Regions from separate parts of the Pan troglodytes genome. Here region 1 is linked to region 2. A link is a contact called in public HiChIP or PLAC-seq data. All regions are on one chromosome and are shown on one strand. Each heading gives the region's core, a stretch centred on a gene start, on an enhancer-like site or on the middle of the called end of the contact. The rest is flanking DNA. Distances are from core to core; before and after follow the strand shown. Region 1 holds the start of GCH1 (GTP cyclohydrolase 1). Region 2 holds the start of SAMD4A (sterile alpha motif domain containing 4A).

Region 1 (4,717 bases), core at 25-2,524, 340 kb before region 2:
CATCTCAAAAAAAGAAAAAAACAAACAAAAAAACAAAACTCTGAAACAAATAAAATATTAATGGCCGGGCGAGGTGGCTCATGCCTGTAATCCTAGCACTTTGGGAGGCCGAGGCGGTTGGATCACCTGAGGTCAGGAGTTCAAGACCAACCTGGCCAACATGGTGAAACCCCATCTCTACTAAAAATACAAAAATCAGCCTCATGTGGTGGCATGTGCCTGTAATACCAGCTACTCAGGAGGCTGAGGCAGGAGAATCGTTTGAACCCAGGAGGCGGAGGATGAAGTGAGCCTCAAAAAAAAAAAAAAAAAAAGAAAAAGAAAAAAATATTATTTTGATACATGTTTTAAAGCTCACCTTCGGCATTATGAGATAATCCCTCAAGTGAGGAAAAAGGTCCATTTTTTAATCTCAAAGAAAACAGTTACAGCAGATGTCACTGGTTAAGAGTTCAGTTGGTGAATAGCATTTCACAATTTGTACCAACATCTGGGGAAAGACGCTTTGCATGGAACTGTAAAACAATTGAGCACCAAATCTGCACAACTGCGTTTCTAGAAAATGCAATGGGTTTTATAGAGATGAGGTCTTGCTATGTTTTCCAGGCTGGTCTCGAATTCCTGGCCTCAAGCGATCCTCCCGCCTCGGTCTCCCCAAGCGCCGGGAGTACAGGCGTGAGCCACCGACGGAAATGGATTTTAAGTGAAAGTCCTATCTTCGTTTGCAAATCAATTTTTCCAGGATCAAAGTTCTAGCAACCATAAATCCTATCCTTCTAGACATAGGGACCCACATAAGGGCCACTTGATGTGACACTTGCCCCGACAGCGGTGCCACCTGGCCCCTAGGTGGCAGGTGGGTTTTTAACTAAACCCAAGAGTCTGAAGTCACATTATTCTCTTGCCTTGAAAGCTTAAGAGTTGGTTCCTAATCGGTGGCTTAACTCGGTCTCTCTCCAGGCAAGGCCACCTGTTTGCTGATCTTTCACAGGGCGAGGGGACCGGAGCCCTTCAATGCAGCGCCCTCTTGGCCTGAAGAGGGGGCGACTGGGCGCCCAGACCGCGTCTTTCTCACTGAGATCCCAGCTCCTGGACGACTGCCTCTTTTCGGGTTCGGCTCATTCCGCAATAAGTGGAGGGGTCCCGCCGGATCCTAGGGGCCGGCGCCCTTTTCCTTCCCTCCCTGCGCTTGCGAACCCCTCCGGGCGTCTCCGGAGCCGCGACCCCTGCTGGGGACCCCTGGGGCGGGAGGCCGAGGGGCGCGGCGAGGGCCGTGACGCGAGGCGGGGCCGGCCAATGGGAGCGCTCCGCGGCGCAGGCTGAGCCGCCGGGCCATAAAAAGGAGGCGCGGCCGGGCTTTCCAGCCTGTGGCCGCTCCCGGCTCGGAGTGTGATCTAAGCAGGTCGCGTACCTTCCTCAGGTGACTCCGGCCACAGCCCATTGTCCGCGGCCACCGGCGGAGTTTAGCCGCAGACCTCGAAGCGCCCCGGGGTCCTTCCCGAACGGCAGCGGCTGCGGCGGGTCCATGGAGAAGGGCCCTGTGCGGGCACCGGCGGAGAAGCCGCGGGGCGCCAGGTGCAGCAATGGGTTCCCCGAGCGGGATCCGCCGCGGCCCGGGCCCAGCAGGCCGGCGGAGAAGCCCCCGCGGCCCGAGGCCAAGAGCGCGCAGCCCGCGGACGGCTGGAAGGGCGAGCGGCCCCGCAGCGAGGAGGATAACGAGCTGAACCTCCCTAACCTGGCAGCCGCCTACTCGTCCATCCTGAGCTCGCTGGGCGAGAACCCCCAGCGGCAAGGGCTGCTCAAGACGCCCTGGAGGGCGGCCTCGGCCATGCAGTTCTTCACCAAGGGCTACCAGGAGACCATCTCAGGTCAGTGCGCCCGCGGGCTGCTAGAGCGTGCGGGCGGCGGGGGCGGTGCTTGCAGGAAACGCGCGCCGGCTCCAGGAAGTTTCCGGAGTTGCCTCACTTTTGGCGCAGGGAGCCGGGCGCTGTCACCTCCGAACCCGCCCTAGCCTGCCGCCCTGCCGAGGCCCTGCGTGGGGCACAGTCGGGGCTTCCTGGGTGGCAGCGACCTCTCAGCCCCGGAACTCGCTGCAGCCGCCTTCCAGGGGCCCTTCCCGCTCCCAGCGCGCAGCCCTCCTAGAACGCCCCGGGTGGGCGTGGACGGGAGCCCGGAGCCCTCTCCCCTGAGCGCCCAGCGCGGGATTCTCGGGGCACCTGCGGTTCCAAACTTGCCCACGATAAGGATCACCTGGGCACTTGCTGCGGCGACGGCTTCCTAGGTAGTTCCTTATTGAGATCCCATTGTCAGGGTGTGTATCTGGATTGAAGCCTTGGCGCGATCCTTCCCCGAAACCTCGGGGACCTGCATTCCCAGTGATTTGCCAGGGGATCGGAGTCTTAGAGTTGTGCTTTTTTTTTTGTCCACCTCAAGTTTACTTCAGTTCAGGACATTTACAAAATTCGGCACAATTTTGGGCACTGGCTTCCCCGGAGTTTGAGGTGTGAGGTTGATTGGGTAAGTTTGCTGCTGAAATCTGTTTCCTCCCCCCACCCCCAACCCCGCAAAAAGCAGTAAAGCTACTCCGGGATTCGGAGGGCTCCGTGGGTTCCAGGACTCAGTCTCATCCCCGCACCCTCCCACCCTAAAATAAAGCCGGGTTGACCCGGTGCTGTTAGCGTCTGAGGCGTGTCGGCTTTTCACCCAGAGGGTGGGGATGCAATCAGTGTGGGTAGGATGCAAGATGGGGTGATGGAGAGTGGAAAATGGGGACTTTGCTGCCTGTTGGCCAGAGAAGCAGTATTGATCTATGTTTAAAAAAATAAAGCTTCTGGCTTCTACAGCTGGGACCAAAGACATTATTTTCCAGTCTACACCTTCCGTGTGTCTTGGTGACATTTATTTATTTGGCCTAAGAAGCATTCTACCGTTCACTGTTTTTTGAAAGAAAAACAGTGCGCTGGAAAGGCAATCTCCCTGCCCCAGTTATTTCTCTGAAGGAGTGTAGAGCGATTCCACCAAATAGATCCTGGGAAAAAGAAAGTTATTTTTTGCCCAGTCTTCCACACCCCAAAGGAAGGGTGGGAAATCAGAATGTGAAAGAGACGGGGCCCCAAAAGGAAATGATGCTACACTCTAAAACCGGCAGTGACTTCTAGTTCTGTTTCCAAATTCACTTTTTTTTTACCCCTCAATTGCAAAAGTTTGGAATCTCAGAAGTGATTTCAAAATACAAAGACTGAAGAAGAAACTTTCAGTTTTCTGTGGGATCAGCTCTTTGGAGGTCTAGGGCTTTAAATTTGTGTGTGTGTGTGTGTGTGTGTGTGTGTGTGTGTGTGTGTGTGTGAGATATTTCACAATGTAATGAAATGTCTTCTTAAGGCCTTACTCATTTTGCCCCTTGCAGACGCAGAAAGTGGTTTACTCCACAGCATCGGCCAGGCTTTGGGAATCCTCCCTTAAAGAGAATTCATAGGACAGTGTTCTGTAATCTAGCATGGATCTAATTACCCAAAGAGAGAGGAATTTCTGACCCTGAGACAGGTCACAGAATTATCTAAAGTGACTCACAGAGTTACTTGAGAAATGGTTAGCTGAAATATCTCATGAGCGAAGATTCATTTAAAGAGGATTAATAACTGCAAAGAACACATCATTCCACATTAGAAAACTGTTCTGGTTGGCCGAGCTCGGTGCTCACGCCTGTAATCCCAGCACTTTGGGAGGCCGAGGTGGGCGGATCACCTGAGGTCAGGAGTTCAAGACCAGCCCGGCCAACATGGCGAAACCCCGTCTCTACTAAAGATACAAAAAAATTAGCCGGGTGTGATGGCAGGCGCCTGTAGTCCCAGCTACTCGGGAGGCTGAGGCAGGAGAATCACTTGAACCCAGGAGGAGGAGGTTGCAGTGAGCCGAGATTGCACCACTGCACTCCAGCCTGGGCGACAGAGGGAGACTCTGTCTCCAGAAAAAACAAAAAAAACAAAAAAACTGTTCTGGTCAAGTTTTACTATTTAAAAAGTCCATGGGCCGGGCGCGGTGGCTCACACCTGTAATCCCAGCACTTTGGGAGGCCGAGGCGGGCGGATCACCTGAAGTCAGGAGTTCGAGACCAGCCTGGCCAACATGGGAAAACCCATTCTCTACCAAAAATACAAAAATTAGCCGGGCATGGTGTCAGGTGCCTGTAATCCCAGCTACTCAGGAAGCTGAGGTAGGAGAATCATTTGAACCCTGGAGGCGGAGGTTGCAGTGAGCCGAGATCGCACCATTACACTCCAGCCTGGGCAACAAGAACTAAACTCCATTTCAAAAAAAAAAAAAAAATGTCCATGGATGTAGAGACACTGCAAGATTAGTAGTTGTCAGGGACTGGTGAGAAGAGGGGGATGGGTAGTGATTGTGTAATGAGTATGGAGCTTCCTTTGGAGCTTCCTTTTGGAGTCATGAAAATGTTCTGGAACTAGAGAGTGGTGATAGTTGCACAATATTGTGAATGCCACTGGATTGTAACTTCAAGATGGCTAAAAATGACCAATTTTATATATATTTTACCACAATATAAAGACAGGTTTTGTGGCGTGCCTGCAGTCCCAGCTACTAGGGAGGCTGAGGCAGGAGGATAGTTGTTGCTCGGGAGACCAGCCTGGGCAATGTGGGGAGACCCTGTTTCAGAAAAGAAAAGTCCATGGAGCGGACCATTTAAGATTATTATTAT
Region 2 (4,452 bases), core at 1,927-4,426:
GTCTGGTCAGGAAAAGAACTGTGAAGATTTCCAGCGGTCACTTCCACCCTATGATTCTATATATGGAAGCATCCCATTCTAGCGTTTTCACCATCGTGCACACCATACTAGGGAGGAGGAATGAGTAGGCCGGCTCGCTTCTTGCTGCTCTGAAGGCACACTCACTTTAGTGTCTCCCAGGCCCCACTGCCCTGGACTGGACCTTGTCATCAAATGGCAGCCCAGACCTCTGCTGAGCTTTGCAGGCTCGCAGCTCCAACATGGAACAGCTGGAAGAGGACCCTGCATTCTTTTCTCTGCATAAACACTGGGGGCTCTGTTCACCCTCCTGCAGCAGCATGAACTAAAGAATTTCCCCCTATCCAAAATCACAACCATCAGACTTTCCCCCCATCCCCCAGCCTCCTCCTACCCTCCAGGATATAATTTCAGTCTGTCACCACCCACGCTAGCAAATAGGAAACTGCTGGACCTTTCGACTATATTCACTTTCCATACTAGTTGAGGTGTCTGTAAATACTAGCAGGGTAATATGAAACGATTCTGTTCTATTCAGTAAAGTTTCCTAACGAAAAGCATTAAGTAACCCACTTCATGCCTGTCCTTTCTCCAAGACCCTTTCTACAAGATCCGTATCAATATGGATAATGTCACGAGCGGTAAGCTTAACCGCATTATATATATATATATATATATATATATATATATATATATATGCTGCAAATCTCATTTTACTAGTCTGTAGCGTCACCTGCATATTATTCTGAAGACGAAGCTCTAAAACCAGAATATTTGTGGGGAAAAATGGATAATAAAATTGGATTTTCATGTACTCCTCACACAGCCTTATCCAAGCTTGGCTTCTGAAGGGCAGTCCCGGGCGTCTATCATGTGTTGCTGAAATCCAGCGAGCCACGTTGCCCAAAAGAAGGAGGAGGAAGGAAAAAACACACACACCCAGAAAATCCAGACTCTACGTGACCTGACTTACTTATTTCCCAGGAAACTGCATGAGAGAAAAATCAATCATTCATGCTACCGTAGCTACCACACTGAAAGGGCTGACGGAGTTCACAGTGGGCAAAATCCCAAAGCGGCCGGCGGAGGTAAGTAGGTGGGGGGCGGTCGGGGCGGGGGACCCGGAGGGGGTGGATTCCGAGGGCCTCGGGGCCGTGCCGTCCAGGTCCCGGCGCGGCTGGCAGGGACTGGCCTCGGCCTGGCCCGAGGCAGAGAAGCGGAGGGAGGGGGGGGTGCGCAGGCGGGACGGCGGCGGCGGCCGCACACTTACCGGGGCTGTTGGCCTCGCGTTCGAGGACGTGCAGCTCGGCGCAGTCGGCCAGCGAGTGCTCCAGGCAGAGCTGGAGGAAGCGGGCCTGGGTCTGGCTCACGCGCTTGAGCAGCGACAGCAGCGCAACAGTCTGCTCGCACTCGTTCCAGCCCTTAAACCAGCCCGCCAGCACCCCGACCTGGTCGCGAAACATCATGGTTAGGGGGCCGCCCTCGGTCTACAGAGCCCCCTGGGCGCCCCAGCCCGCCCCGCCCGCCCCAAAGTTTGGCGGAGCCGCAGCCCCGCGGCCGGAGACGCGTTCCTGTTCCAAGGTGGCTCTGGTGCCCGGACGCTGCAGGTACTGCCTGGGCTCCTGCCTCTCTTGTCTGGTTTCAGTTACGTTCCGGTGGTTCTGGCTGATTTCCCCAGAGACGATGACAGACAGTAGCACGGAAATGTTTCTTTAAAAAAAAATAACGACTTTTTAAAAATCCCCCACAAGGCACACAACTGAATGAAGAATGCTTTCTCCCCCCTTCTTGCAGCTTTGGGATGGTGATTTCCGGCGTCCTGGGGTCTCCTCCCCGCTAGGCGGCAACTCGGACCCTTCACGCCCGCATTCCCGAGCGGCGATCACCACTGGAAGGAGAGAAAGAGCTGCAGTGAGACCTCGGCTAGCGGAGGAGCGCGCCCTGGGGGGACGAGGGCATCAGAGGGTGCTGGGGCCAGGGGAGGGGGCGTCCCGCGGAAGGTTGGGTTCGCCGAAATCCAGCCGCCCCCTCCGCACCCGATGCGGGAGATGGGCTATTGCCCACCGGATAACAGCGAGAAGCCTGCTTCCCAGGTGCGGGAGGAGACCCCGCGGCTTCCTGTTGCTGCCGCTGCCAGCGGCTGGTGCTCCCCTCACGGCCCGCCTGGGGTGGCCTCGGGCGCCGTGCCTAAGAACGCCAGCACCAGCAACAGATCTTCCCCGCGCAGAAAACTTGCAATGCGGCTGCGAAGGGGCGCGGGGGTGGGGGTGGGAGCTAATGCAAAGCAGAGGCGGAGGCAGCGGCAGCCCGAGTTCCTTCCTCCTCCTCTTACTCCTCCTCCTCCTCCCAGAGAAGCAGCCGAGCGGCTGCAGCTCCATCTACAGCAACAGCCAGCATCTCCACCGCCAGGCGCCCCTCTGGATTTAGGCCGTGAGCAGCCGCGGCAGCAGCTCGAGACAAAAATAAACTCTCTCCACCCAAAGCTCCGCGCCCAGCGGGCGGCGGCGCAACCCAGAGCCCCGGCTCCCCCGCGCCGCGCCGCGCCAGCCCACCCGGGAGGTCTCCCTGGGCCTGCTCCGGCCGGAGCGGTCACTGTGCGCGCGCGTGTGCGTGTGTGTGTGCGCGCGTGTGTGGCAGGCATCCTGCCGCCGCCGCCGCCTACGGGCGGGTCTGTCCAGCCCGGAGCCTCGCCCGCGCGTCGCAGGCCGAGGGCGGCACAGCGCTGGGCACACGCCCCGCGCGGGGACGGCCAGGGTCCGCAGCGCTGCTCCCTTCGGCCGGCGGGGCGGCCCCGCGGGGAATGCGGATCGGCGCCGCAGGCACACGCCCCCCAACGACAGCAAAGAAAGTTCGGCTGCGGGGGTTCCCCCAGTCCCATCCCGGTTCTCGTGGCCGCCGCCGGCGGGGAGGAGAACCCAGCGACTCAGCCTTCAAGGAGCCGCTAGCTTCCAACAACACGCTGCTTCCGGCTCCCAGAACTTCTCGGACGGAGGGGGAAGCCCCCGGGGAGGGGACCCCAGTGACCCGCGGGTCCCCCGCCGAGGGCCGTAGGGAGGGAGCTCTCACCTCGGCGCGGCTCATCCCGGCGGCTCGGGGGCCCTTGCGCGGGTCCGGGGCCGCGGCGGCTCTCAGCGGGGTTGGGGGCGCCCGGAGCGCCGGCCGCGGGCCATGCCGTCGGGGCGGGCGGCGCGGGGAGAGTGCGGTGCTTCGAGTCGGGGCCGCTGCAGCCGCCGCTGCTGCTGCCTCCAGTGTCGGCTCGCGGAGGACTGAGCCGCCCGAGCCGGAGCTCCCCACATGCTACTGATTAACATACACCATTACATCATGGGCTTGGCAGGGAGCGCCCGAGCGGGGGGAGAGGAACCCGGGCGGCGGCGACGGCACGCGGGGGGAACTGGGGGGGAGGAACCCCGGACCCGGAGCAGGGCGGGGGGACGGATTCCTAAGTGGGGACCAGAAAAAGGGGAGGGGAGCGGAGTGGGAGGAGCTGGTGGCGCAGAGGGGTCGGGTAGAAGGAACCTCCGAGAGGAACGAAGAAGTTCGGGGAAAAGGACGGGTCCGGGTGAATTTCTTCCTGCGGCCGCCTGCGTGTTCTGGAGGGGCCGGGACACTCAAGCCACTGGAGCCCCGGCAGAAAGGGACCCGAGGGCGCTCGGGCGGGGGCGGTGCTGCCACCCGCTGCTTGTCCTTGGGAATGTGGTTCGTCCGCTCGGCTGACCCTCGGCCCTTCTGGGGCCCCGGGGTGGCCGAGCTGTTTGGCCCCCGGGCGGTGAGACCCGAGGTCACTGCCGCACTTGCTGGGATGGGTTCCGGGGGTCGTGGAGGCGAAGGGCTCACGAGGCTGAGGGGCAGTGCACAGGGTTGGACGTGCCCAGGCGCTACGCTCCGTGCCGCTCTAGTCCAAGGGCCTGGCCCGGGTCGGGTGCCGGATGCCCTTTGCTCTGGCGCAGGCTCCTAGAGGCCGGCCCGGCGCCTGGCTGAGTCCCGCTCTTCCCCGGGGAAGTGGCCGAACTCCTGAGACCGGTCGGGGGAGCTGTGCCTGGCGCGCGGGCTGCGGCTTCTGGCCTGGAGCGGAGGCGAGCGCCGCCCTGGGCGACAAAGAGGCGGGGCGAGGCCACCTGTCGGCGCTCAGGCGTCGCCAGGCCTCGCAACCTTCACCTGGATCTGGAGAGTGCGCAGGGCCGCGGCCACACGGGGGCTTCAGGTCCTTGCCGCGCGAGAGGCGAGGAGGGCGCAGCGCAGAGGCTGAGTGGCGCAGGGTGGGCTGCGAAAGTGCCTCTGCTAGTCTTGAAAGTAAAGGTTTGGTTAAAAATACCCTAAACCCTAAAAACCTCTGTACCTCCTGATATGGGTTGAATATTCGCAAGGAGGACTGGATGACTAAATCTGGGCTATCTCCGTGATTTCAGAGGAAACACTGCTCCCTCCAGCAAC

What was found. HiChIP or PLAC-seq counts read pairs in DNA pulled down with a chosen protein or histone mark.
Region 1: an H3K4me3 HiChIP or PLAC-seq map of stem cell-derived excitatory neurons shows a contact between it and region 2, with 4 times the contacts expected there. The contact joins the promoter of GCH1 here to the promoter of SAMD4A in region 2. A contact is called at or near these places in 1 of 7 Hi-C or Micro-C datasets (stem cell-derived neural progenitor cells) and 1 of 1 datasets of contacts at active chromatin or transcription factors (stem cell-derived excitatory neurons).

Annotation. Positions count from the first base shown.
Region 1 is chr15:52,893,534-52,898,250 of NHGRI_mPanTro3-v2.0_pri, reverse strand. It overlaps GCH1 (GTP cyclohydrolase 1), which reads left to right and starts at 1,274. Exons shown (of 6, transcript XM_063792927.1): 1 at 1,274-1,868. The coding sequence starts at 1,526.
Region 2 is chr15:52,559,426-52,563,877 of NHGRI_mPanTro3-v2.0_pri, reverse strand. SAMD4A (sterile alpha motif domain containing 4A) reads right to left here and starts at 3,176. Exons shown (of 13, transcript XM_063792916.1): 1 at 3,085-3,176; 2 at 1,289-1,906. The coding sequence starts at 1,484.